2 separate regions of the Rattus norvegicus genome follow, and region 2 is linked to region 1. The links are chromatin contacts, called in public Hi-C maps. All regions are on one chromosome and are shown on one strand. The core of a region is the stretch at or near the end of the contact, and the rest is flanking DNA. Distances in the headings are between cores, read along the strand shown. Region 1 overlaps Psen1 (presenilin 1). Region 2 holds the start of Riox1 (ribosomal oxygenase 1).

Region 1 (5,763 bases), core at 1,279-3,778:
GAGAGAGAGAGAGAGAGAGAGAGAGAAGACTGCTGGCCAGGCAGAGTCAAGGCGGGTCAGGGTCTGCTGGCAGACTTCCCGGGCTGCTGAGGCACAGAACAATAAGAGGAGGTGGACTTGAGGCTCAAGGCGAGGGGCTGAAGACCCTACTGACCTTGGTGGAAGGAACAGGGAGGCTTTGGGATGGGAACAGAGGTCTTCTTATGTGTGGACTTCAGCAAATTGTTTCTGTTAACTCGTGGCTTTGCTTCCCAAGGTCCTATAGTATAAGGAGGCTATGAGAAGTACACTGGCAGCTGCTGTGGGAAGGACCTGCAGCCCTGCCGTGTCTGTCTCTTGCACAGTTTTTCTATCTTTCCTATAATCATCCTCGCTCCCCCTTTCAGAGGATTGTTTTGACTTCATACCGGCCACCCCCAGAACCTTTCTAGACATTAATCTTTTTTTTTTTTTCTCTTTCTTTTTTTCGGAGCTGGGGACCGAACCCAGGGCCTTGTGTTTGCTAGGCAAGCGCTCTACCACTGAGCTAAATCCCCAACCCCGACATTAATCTTAATACTTGAATACAAGCTCAACTACGGTTCAAAGTGACAAAGAAAAGGAGAAATTCTTAGAAGCCCTCTTTTCCCTAAAAAGCGATTTGAAAGGAAAGTGGAGAGGAGGTCAAGTGACTGACGGTCACGGGCAGTTTCTGGCCTGTGCTGACAGCTCGCCACAGCTCACGTGCATGCAAAGTGACTGTAAAAAACTCCCCAAAGATATAAACTCAAATGACTGGAAATCACTCACTCAAGGTACAAATCACCACGAGTAAAAGTCAACAGTATTATTCTTCCCCAAAACTTCAGATAGTTTAAGTGTAAGACAGTAAAGTAATAAAAAAAATTAAATATGGACAAAAAGACTACATCCAAAATGATCTAACATCTTTAAAACAGATAAATATAAATTCTACAAATTGAAAATATAACTATTAGATTTTTAAGTAAATGTATTAACAAGCCACATAAACTGGAAAGAACCTGAAAATATACCATTAAGTTAGGAAAGGGGGTTATGCAAGAGGGCATTAAAACTGTGTGGGGAGGGTGGGGGCCAGCGATTGGGATATAAAGTGAATTAAATAACTAAGTAAATAACTAAGGTTTTATAAAAAGCTACAAAGCAGACCTACTGAAGATAAGGGGTGAGGATATGTGTTTGTAGATATCAAAGCAGAATTAATAAATCAACCAACAAACCATGGGTCCAATGAGCAATGATTTCTAGACTGAAAGCACTGAATCAAAGTTGTATTCAGGATAGCAAGATGGCTTAGCTGGTGAAGGCATTTGCTGCCAGGTATGACGACTGAGTCAGATCCTCCAGGATGGCGTTTATTCTCCTCTGGCCTGAGATAATCCCTTTAAAAGGTGGGTACTATCAACCACAAAAGAAGTCAAAGGACACATATCTGAGAGAACAGAAACTCACAGGATTCTTGAGGGCCGTTCCACAACGACATATAAAGGAGCAAACAACTGCTTGGGTGGAGACTCTGATGGCCCAAGTACAGAAAGAAAGGTATCTGGGGGGCAGCCCACAGCTGTGCAGGGAGCTCCAGGGTGGCAGCTTTTGGGATCATCACCTGTGTTGGAGTGGCCTTTTCAGTGACAGCTGCTTTCAAATCATGCCTGCTCCTTGTAAGCAACCTCTCAGTATCCCCAGTAAAAACTCACTAGTTCACTAGTTGGACATTGGCCTGTTACTTTGGTATGGCATGCGTTCCCTTTCTGGGGTGAGCAGATGTGTGTGTTGCAGGAAAAGTCTGTCACACAACATGGAAGGAAAGAAATGACTCCTGCAAACTGACCGTGGACTTCTACACATGAGCCAATGGCACATACATGTTCATATATATATCTGCACATAAATGTACATATAGACATACATATATACAGTTAATTTTAAAAAATTTAAAGTTATATCTGAGGGTACAAAATTAAGCCTGAGAATAAATGGTTTTGTTTTAAAGTTTTATTTTTACCTTATGTGTATTCATGGTTTCCCTGTGTGTGTATTTGTGTACAGTAAGTACATTTGTGCCTGGCGTCCCAGAAGCCAAAAGAGGTTGTTAGATCCCCTGGGAACAGAGCCAAGATGTGGGAGTAGGAAACTGAATTCATCAGTTTCATGTCCTCTGCAAGAGCAGCCAGAGCTCCTCCTGATAAACCATTTCTCCAGCCCTAAATATGGTTCTTTAAGAAACAAAGGAGGGGAAAGATTCCAAAGCCTGGGACTGGGTTTGTGAGCCCGAGGGGAAACTGCAAGGAGGAAGGAACAAAGGCCAGAGAGCACATTAACAAGCCAATGACAAGAAGGTTCAGAAAAACTAAGTTCTAAAAAGGCAGCAGATAAAATTAGGGAAACAATGTCAGGCTGGATAAACACTTTCCTAAGGGAGAGAAAGAGAAGGCACAGTTTTTACAAATTGAGGATGAGGTTTGAGAGGATTTTACATAATGGCTGTAAGTTAATGAAGGTCAAATTCTGGACTCAAATTCCCAAACAGATTCATTAGCTTCTGACCCCGTGACCTATAGCAACTGTGACCCTGGCCGTTGCCTCAGGAGGGTGTGCACACACACTGCTTGTGAGATGTTAAAGGAAATAAGGCATGCTCACATAGTCCATACACTTGGCTTACTGTCATTAACAGATCAGTGCATGAAAACTGAAAGCAGACTAAGAAACTTCCCAAGATTAGTAGGAAAAAACTCAGGAAATTCAATGCTGAGTCCACAGCTCTATACATAATACACAGGTAATTTTAAAAAAGAAAAGCAGGAAATATGGAAATGTGGGAGAAAAAACATGGGAGAAGGCAGAATTCCACCCATAATAAAATCTGAAAAGGAGGCAAAAAACCAAGCCTAACCCCATAATCAGCCGAACTCCAGAATGTGTCCACTAAGGCCAAAAAAGGAACTGGGAGGTAAACACTGGCATGCAGACAAACACAGGCAGCAGGGAGAACACATATTTCCCATGTGGTGGTGGCACAGATCTTTAAAAGAGGAGACAGAGGCAGGTGGATCATTTGAGTTTGAGGCTAGCGTGGTCTACAGGGTGAGTTTGAGGCCAGCCAGGGCTACACAGAGAAACCCTGTCTCAAAACAAACCAAGCAAAGTAAACAAAATCCCACAATAAAATCTAGGAGGAAATAACATAGACTGCAATACAGAGAGTTAACATTTACTCTTCCTGTTACTAAGGTCGATCTAAGATTCCATGACTTGTATTCCTTTGTTGATTTTCTCAGGTTTGAGTATGAAGCATGTACTGGGTAGCTGAGATCCAGGAGGCAGTCACTTAGAGAGAGAGAGAGAGAGAGAGAGAGAGAGAGAGAGAGAGAGAGAGAGAGAGAGAGAGAGAGGGGGGGGGGGGGGGAAGGAAGAAGGGAAGAGGCTGGGAGGTTGGCCCTGCCTCTTTGCTGCAAGCTTTCTCTGTGCCCAGTGGCTAAGGCAAGAGGCACTGCTGCTCAGAAATGACGCTGGCAGTTCCCCAGTGAGGTGGCCCGTCACTAGTGATTTCAGAAGCAGCATTTGAGGGAGGCTTTACGAGCCACTTAAATCCTCTAGCACTATTTGTTAATGACGATATACACAAAAGTCTTTGTAATGCCACAGGCACATTATAAATCAAAATACTGAAAACACATGTGAAAACACATAAACACACCCGTTTCCCATGTATGTCTTCTGGTGCTTTCAACATGCTCCAGAATGAAAGGAAAGATAAAGTAGACCCAAAACACAAGACTCTTTTTTCTGGGGGCTGGAGAGATGGCTCTGCGGTTAAGAGCGCTGACTGCTCCTCCAGAGGTCCTGAGTTCAATTCCCAGCAACCACATGATGGCTCACAACCATCTGTAATGAGATCTGGTGCCCTCTTCTGGTGTGTGTGAAGACAGCAACAGTGTACTCATATATATAAAATAAATAAATATTTAAAAGAAAACAAAACTCTTTCTTCTTTGCTAGACCAAGTAAAGACTATAATAAGGCGAGAAGGCTGTGAAGTGGCTCGGAATGTGAAGCCTGCCAGCTTGAAGACTCGATGTCTAGAACCCAAGCAAAGACGGAAGGAGAGAACCCCTTCCACCAAGTTGTTGCATCAACTGCACATGTACACTCTGGCAAGCACAGGCTTGCATACACACATTCATATTCTCTCTCTCATTCTCTCTCTCTCTCTCTCTCTCTCTCTCTCTCTCTCTCTCTCTCTCTCTCTCCATCTCACACACAAAATAACAACAACCAATAAGCAGGTCGAGGCAGACAACAGTGCTGCCTGGCACTCACCTTGTAGCACCTGTACTTATACAGGACCACCAGGAGGATGGTCATAACGACGATGACACTGATCATGATGGCGGCATTCAAGATCGAGTGCAGGGCTCTCTGGCCTACAGTCTCGGTGTCTTCTGTGAATGGGGTATAGATTCTAAAGAGGGAAAAAAACCACAAGAGTGTTAATGCATATGTCAAACCACATACTCCTTCAAAACTGGAATTAATTGTGAGGGTTCTGGTTTTACTGAGTCATTCAGAATGTACCTTTTGGAGCTCATCAGTAAACTAGAAGTTTTTTATTTGGTTGGTTAGTTTTTGAGACAGAATCTAATAAGTAACCCCAAGCTAGCTTGGAACTTACCATGTAGCCCAGGCTGTACTTGAATATGTGCTCTCCCTGCCTTTGCATTCCAAGTGTGGAGATTATAGGTCTGTACCACCCTAGCTCTAGGTAATAATTTTTTAAAATGTAGACATATATACTTTTATTTAAAGTGCGTGTTTGTGTGTGTGTGCGCGCGCGCGCGCGCGTGTGTGTGTGTGTGTGTGCGTGCATGCGTGTGCATGTGAGTGCACTGTGTGCATGCGTACAGATGTCCAAGAAGGACAGACACCCAAATCTTGGAGCTGGAATTAAAAGTAGTTATGGGCTGTATGATGTGGGTGCTGTGAACCACTCAGTACGTCTGCAAGAATGGTGCACCCTCTTAACTGCTGAGCCATTTCCAACCCTCTCGCTACTAATTTTTAACTTAAGAAAAATAGCTATCCTCTGAAATAACTTCTTCAGAGTAAAAGAAAATAAGACTGTGAAAATACGAACTCACACTAGGCACTGGCTCCATCTAGTGGATGCTTTGCACTGAAATGATGATCTCACCCAAGGTTTTCTCCACAGCTTACTAAAATCTGTTAAATAACCAGGTTCTGCCACATTAACTCCAAGGCTGAACAACAGTTACTAGAGAGAGGTGGCAGGGTTTGAACACAGGTTTTCTATCTGTAGGGTGACTATAACTGGGGTTATCTTCTTGTTTTCATTTACATAAAAATACCTTAATTCCAGGTGCCAAGGCTTCCAGTGTAATGACCTTACTTCTGCCCTTATAGCAGCTGTGGCCATGAGACTGTGTAATGGCCAAGGAACTTTGAACAAGCCACAGAGGCAGTTCCTGCAGGGAGTGCCCTGGGCTACGTGATGCCTATGTCCCCTTCTCAACTCCCTCCTGCTGGTGAACGAAAGCTCAGGCTGGATCTTAAAGAAACCTAGGACAGAAGCTGAAGAGAGAAGCCACATGCTTCATAAATAAAAAACCGGTGTACCAATCTGGACTGCCTATCCCTGCACTGCTCTGAGGGAGGAAGAAAGAAAGGTGTGTCATCTGCGTTTCTATAACAGAGTCATAAACTGGGTATGGTGGCACACAT
Region 2 (5,763 bases), core at 1,425-3,924, 230 kb before region 1:
ACGTCTTCCAATCAATCCCCAAAGAAATCTAGACTTAGAAAGGAAAAACGGTCTCTGGAACTTTTTAATAAATCTAGTGTTCATACAAACTTAACTCGAGGAAGGAACTTTCATATAAACCCCCCCACTGTCTCACATGGAACGGCCCGGCCAATGCTACCCAATACCCAGGACAGTGCAGGGAATGAAGTGGTGCTCTGAAAGGAGGGGGATCAGGGCTACTTCTGCAAAACAGCTTTTCCCCCTGCTTCAATTTCTGTGTTTACTTTTGTACCTAGGTGAAGAGGCTCTTCTCAGGCCTGAGGTTCTCGACACTGAAAAAATCATAAAGGTAAATGTAACCATAGTGATGCTTAGCAAGGTAAGAACATGACCTCTTTTAAAAAAGGAGACAAGGTGGCGGTGGTAGCGGAGAATCACAACCGCATTCTTTCCGGCCATCCTCAAGAAACTAACTCAGAACTAGGGGCGTTTTAGTGAGCAGCAGCCCCTTATCATATAACATGGTCGCCAAGGAAAGCTGGTCTTCCACACTGTCACAGGGCAAATCCCCTACTCTCACAAACTCTGGGTAGGAGCGCAGCAAGAGTTCCATGGCATCGGCTTGCTGGGGGTAGATTTCTAAGCACTTGGGTTCCTCCAGATGATACACTCGAGAGTTTTCCACTGTGTAATACAGGAACAAGCGGCCCCCCTCACCCACCAGCCGAGCTATGCCATCCTGAAGCATATGGACTTGGGTTTCTGTTGTCAGCTGGGCCCCCACATTTACAGGTTCTCCAGCCTCCCAGCGAATCGGGAGCCCGTGCACACTTAGAGCCCTTTCCCTATCCGTCAACACAGGGGGCAGGGAATCGTGAATGAAGTCTTTTGCTCTCTGGTCAGCCACAGCATCGACAGGAGCAAAGTGTCCCAGGCGAGCAACCAAGACCCGCACTTTTTCCATGAAAGCTGTCCTTCTGGGATCCTTAGAGTCTGAATGCTGGGCCCCCATATAATCCATGAAGTCTCGAGGCAGACCCCTGCGAAATTCCACATTTTCCTCTATTGCTGCCTGCATTGCCAGAGGCAGAACAGCCTCCAGGAAGTCGCCCCAGGTGTTGCGCTGGTAGGTAGACAAGGTGAGGTGCAGAGAATGGACTCCATCCTGACATTCAGCTTGATGAATGAAGCCCCGAGGAAAATAGAGCAGGTCTCCGGGTTCCAGTACCGTTTGGAGTACCGGCTCACCAAGGTCCTCCTGGCTGAAGTTGGGACTAGATGTCAGTGCCAACTCTTCACTGGGGTCCCGCGGTCGGTAGACTCGCCAGAGTTTCCGACCTTCCAGCTGTAACACGAAAGCCTCGATGTCGTCGTAGTGGGGAGCGAAGCCCTGCGAGTTGGGGGGCGTGAGGTAAACGTTGGAGCCTGCCATGCTTCCAAACTGTTCCTGAAGCACAGCCAAAAACTGCCACACCGTGGGCGAGAAAGCTTGCGGGCAAAGAAGGCGTAAGGAGCAGCCGGCTTGGTACAAGGACCACGCGGCAGCGGGAAGTGCCCGGCCCGGTGGGTTCAAGGTTTCCCGCCGCCCATCGATGTAGCGCGCAGCATCCAGGTGCTGCCCGAAGTGCACGTCCTCGTAGCGCAGCATCCAGTCCAGGTCGGAGGTAGAGAATAGACCTTCGTAGTAGCTGTGGTCCTGCCGCCGCACCAGCACCGCCTCCCGCTCCCACAGCCGCCGGTAGAAGTGGTCCGGAGGCAGGGGCGCCAGGAGCCACTCGAAGAGGCGGGCGGCGCGCCTCCGGCTGCTGGGGATGCCGTTCAGCTCCGCCAACACCTGCTGCAGCGGCGAATCCCAGGGCCGTTCCGGGTCATCCACGTGCGAGCCCGGCAACGGAGCGGGCTTCCCCAGGTTTCGGGAGAGCGCGGCCCGCCCCTCCACGCGGCGCGGCAGAGTCGCCGAAGCCGGTCTCGGACGCACTGGCACCGGCCGCGGTTCGGCCGACCGCGAGGCCTCCGGTAGCTCTGCAGGCCTCTCCCGCTTGCCCCGGACCGATTCCACGTTCGAGTCCGAGTCTTCGCTCAGGAGCGCGCGAGCTCTCAGCGCGGCCACGCGGGACGCCGCACTTTTCCGGTGCCTTCGGACCTTCCGTGGCCGTAAGGGCAGGGCCAAGACCGACGCGCCGCGGGGCTGCGGCTGGCGCCGGCGCCTCCCGCGTCCACGCTTCAGCGGCGCCGCGCCGTTGCCATTCGGAAGCTCATCCATGGCCTGGCGGCTGACAAGACCCACGCTTCCGCGGCCGCGGTGCTTTCTGGGAAGGGGGCGAGTCCTCCAGCATTTCCTAGGTAGATTAAGCCTAACGTCCTCCTGGGTCCTACAGCTAGCCGGTTTGTCACCTTTTTAAAACTGCGGCAGTATACACTGGAAAGGCAAAAATCCTTACCAGATAAAGATTCCGTGCAAGAAAACAAGGTACGAGGCATTTCAGAAGAAAACAACTTCATTCCTCTTTTTTTTTTTTTTTTTTTTTGCGGGGGGCGGGGGAGGGCGCCGGGGGCGGGGGCAGGCGGGCAGATCTCTCTACAGAAGCCCTAGCTACGTAGTCCTAGAACTTGCTAGGTAGGCTAGGCTGGCTTTGAACGCATAGAAATCCTCCGGTCTTGGCCGAGCAGAGCTCCTCTGTGTGCAGCGCCAAGCCCAGCTTCCTCTTTAGTCGGCTTTCTCATTTTTGGGGGGCAGTTATTCTTGTTCCTAAGCAGTTTCCTGGTAGAAAGAATGAAGGCAAAGTTTGATATTCTGTATGAAGCACAGCTCTTTCTGGCTCTCCTCACTGCAGAAAACTTCATTGTGAAGCCTCTCTTCATTTCATTTCCCTCTCTTTCTCCTCAATTACAAAGCCTTGCTGGGTATGGTGGTTCATGCACTGGGAAGTCTGAGGTTACAGAGTGAGACCCTTGTAATCAATATTCTTTCTCTGAAAAGGAAGTTATGGACTTCTCTGCCTTGTTTGTCAGAGTATCGCTGCATAGTCATTGTTAGCCTCAAACTCCCACTCTCAATCTGACATTGCAAGCATGTCCAATAGGCTGTTGTTTCTGTTTCTCCTCCTCCTCCTTCTCATCTTCAAGCTTCTGGCTTTTTAAAAGGTTGTGTGTGTGTGTGTGTGTGTGTGTGTGTGTGTGTCTGGCTTTTTAAAAGGTTGTGTGTGTGTGTGTGTGTGTGTGTCTGGCTTTTTAAAAGGTTTTTTTTTTTTTGTGTGTGTGTGTGTGTGTGTGTGTGTGTGTGTGTGTGTGTGTGTGTGTGTCCCAAAGAGGTCAGAAAGGAATATCAGATACCTTAGAGCTGGATGGAGTTACAGGTTATAGTAGTTTGTAGAATTCTATCTCTGGTTCTCAGATAGAGATGTAAACCCCCTTTAACCACTGAACCATCATCTCCAGCCCCCTGTAGACACTGCTTCTGCAAGTGTTCTTGTGTGTGTGTTACATACATGTGTACCACCATGCCTGGCAGAACAAAGTTCTTGATTGGTCAGGATGGCAATAATTTCTCAGGGAGTATAGTTTCTCAATAAGTTGATTGGTGGGGCTGGGGATTTAGCTCAGTGGCAGAGCGCTTACCTAGGAAGCGCAAGGCCCTGGGTTCGGTCCCCAGCTCTGAAAAAAAGAACCAAAAAAAAAATAAATAAATAAAATAAGTTGATTGGTACTGGTCATGGCTAACACAGATTTTCACCCTGACAATAATAAAATAGTGTGTTGCAGTTTTCCTCATAACCCAGTTAACTCTGAAATAATTAGACTGAATTAGTATATTTACTTAAAATGCATTAAGAGCACAATTGAGCAGTATTATTCTATTTTAATCTATGCTAATCTGGCACCTCCCAGCCAGTAATCTCCATGATAATTGCATTTTAGTACTGATCTGGTTCTCTGGACTCCTGGGATCTGGTTCTCTGGGTTCCATGTTTTTGTTTGTTTGTTTGTTTGTTTTTGGTTGTTTTTCTGTTTTTTCGCTTTCTCATGGTGGCTCAGACTCTTTCCTTCTGTCCAATCCCTACTTCCTCTTTCACACTTCCTCTGTCTGAGAAGTCCAGCCCTATTCTCGTCCCTGCTCAGTCATTGGCTCATTTTACTGAGCAATCAGGGAGCTTGTGGAGCAATTTTTACACAAGACAGAGATTCTTAGAATAAGGATTGCAAAAAGATGTGGGAGCACAGAAATCTGCATTTGAATACTATTCATGAATAATCTTTTTTTTTCTTTTTTCTTTTTTTCCGGAGCTGGGGATGGAACCCAGAGCCTTGCACTTTCTAGGCAAGCGCTCTACCACTGAGCTAAATCCCCAACCCCGAATAATCTTTTTTTTAAGACTTATTATATATAATACACTGTAGTTGTTATTTTAGGTGAGTACACTGTAGCTGTCTTCAGATACCAGAAGAGGGCATCAGATCTCATTACAGATGGTTGTGAGCCACCATGTGGTTGCTGGGATTTGAACTCAGGACCTCTGGAAGAGCTGCAGTCAGTGCTTTTAACCACTGAGCCATCTCTCCATCCCCACATGAATACTCTTTAATACTCAATAATATTACACCTACAGACAGGATCTAGAATCACTATGGAGGCAAGCTTCTGAGTACACTCTGTGAAAGATTGTTTACATTAGGTTAAAGTAGGAAGACCCACTCTAAAAGTGAACAGTACCATTCAGCCCATGGGCTGGTGTCCTGGAGTGGGTAAGAGGGGAAAAAACAAGTGGCCTGCACAGCAGTCTTTATTTTCTGCTCTGAGTGAGGATGAAGTGTGACTGACTACTTCCTCCCCTGCAACCCTTTCTTCCCTACCATGAGGGAATGGAAGTGCACACAAAATCCTTCCTCTCTTAAGTTGAAAATACCTTTCTTCAGGTATTTTTCATCATAGCAAGGAGAAAATTACTGTAACAAGTCTGATAGAGGACCATATCAGATAAAGCCATCATGAGAGATGTGAAGGGTCTGCCCAGCACAGAGGAGCAGGGTCTTAAAGCAGCCAGTGTCTCTCCAAGTTCTGTGCCCTATAAGGAGGCTACAGGGGCCTGGCAGAGGGGGGGGGCTCTCAGGAGGAATAGCCTTTCCTTTTTAAGAACCACTGTTGTTGTTCTTTAAATTTAATTTAAAGGTGTTTTTGAGACTCATTGTAAGTGTATGGGTGTTCTGCTTGTATGTATGTCTATGGGCCTTACGGTGCTGGGAATTGAACCTGGGTCCTCTGAAAGAGAAATTAGTGTTTTTAATGACCAAGACTCCTCCAGGCCCATTCTTCCCTTCTAAAGTGTGTGTGTGTGTGTGTGTGTGTGTGTGTGTGTGTGTGTGTGACTGCACGCGTGCCTGCGTGCGTGCATCTGCACTCACACATGTATGTGGATGCCAGATGTCAATGGCAGGAGTCCTCCTTTGCTCCTTGGAGACAAGAACTCTTACTGAACCTGGAGTTCAGGGCTTGGGTAGACTGGCTCACTAGTAAGCTTAGGAATCCTCCTGGCTTTGTCTCCCCAGTGCTGGGAGTACAGGCCTGGCTTTGAACATGGGTGATAGGGATCCAAACTCAGGTCCCCATGCTTGCCCAGCAAGTGCTTCACCAACTGAGCCACTCCCCAGCCCTGAGAGCTTCCTTCCTGGTTGACATAAAGGCTGTGTGTCCTGTGTGTACATCCTGGTAGATGTCCCGGATAGATGCAGACAAAGGGCAGGTCATATTTGGCATTTTAATAATTTGAATTAAATTATCTTTTT

The links. A called contact is a pair of places that touch in the nucleus more often than the background predicts.
Region 2: a Hi-C map of prefrontal cortex shows a contact between it and region 1, with 4 times the contacts expected there. The contact joins the promoter of Riox1 here to the enhancer-like site in region 1. A contact is called at or near these places in 10 of 12 Hi-C or Micro-C datasets (the A7r5 cell line, the Rat2 cell line, Schwann cells and 7 more) and 1 of 1 datasets of contacts at active chromatin or transcription factors (oligodendrocytes).

Annotation. Positions count from the first base shown.
Region 1 is chr6:109,081,691-109,087,453 of GRCr8, reverse strand. It overlaps Psen1 (presenilin 1), which reads right to left. Exons shown (of 12, transcript NM_019163.4): 5 at 4,345-4,486. Among named protein-coding and RNA genes, the nearest start is that of Psen1, 30 kb to the right of the region's middle. Within about 2 kb of position 2,528, at least 8 of the 93 cell types and tissues checked have an H3K27ac peak or open chromatin away from gene starts, as enhancers often do. A contact at or near this core is called in Schwann cells and liver, where this site is marked.
Region 2 is chr6:109,307,659-109,313,421 of GRCr8, reverse strand. Riox1 (ribosomal oxygenase 1) reads right to left here and starts at 2,674. Exons shown (of 1, transcript NM_001108040.1): 1 at 57-2,674. The coding sequence starts at 2,245. The coding sequence ends at 452. It overlaps Heatr4 (HEAT repeat containing 4), which reads left to right. Exons shown (of 17, transcript XM_006240361.5): 16 at 279-331.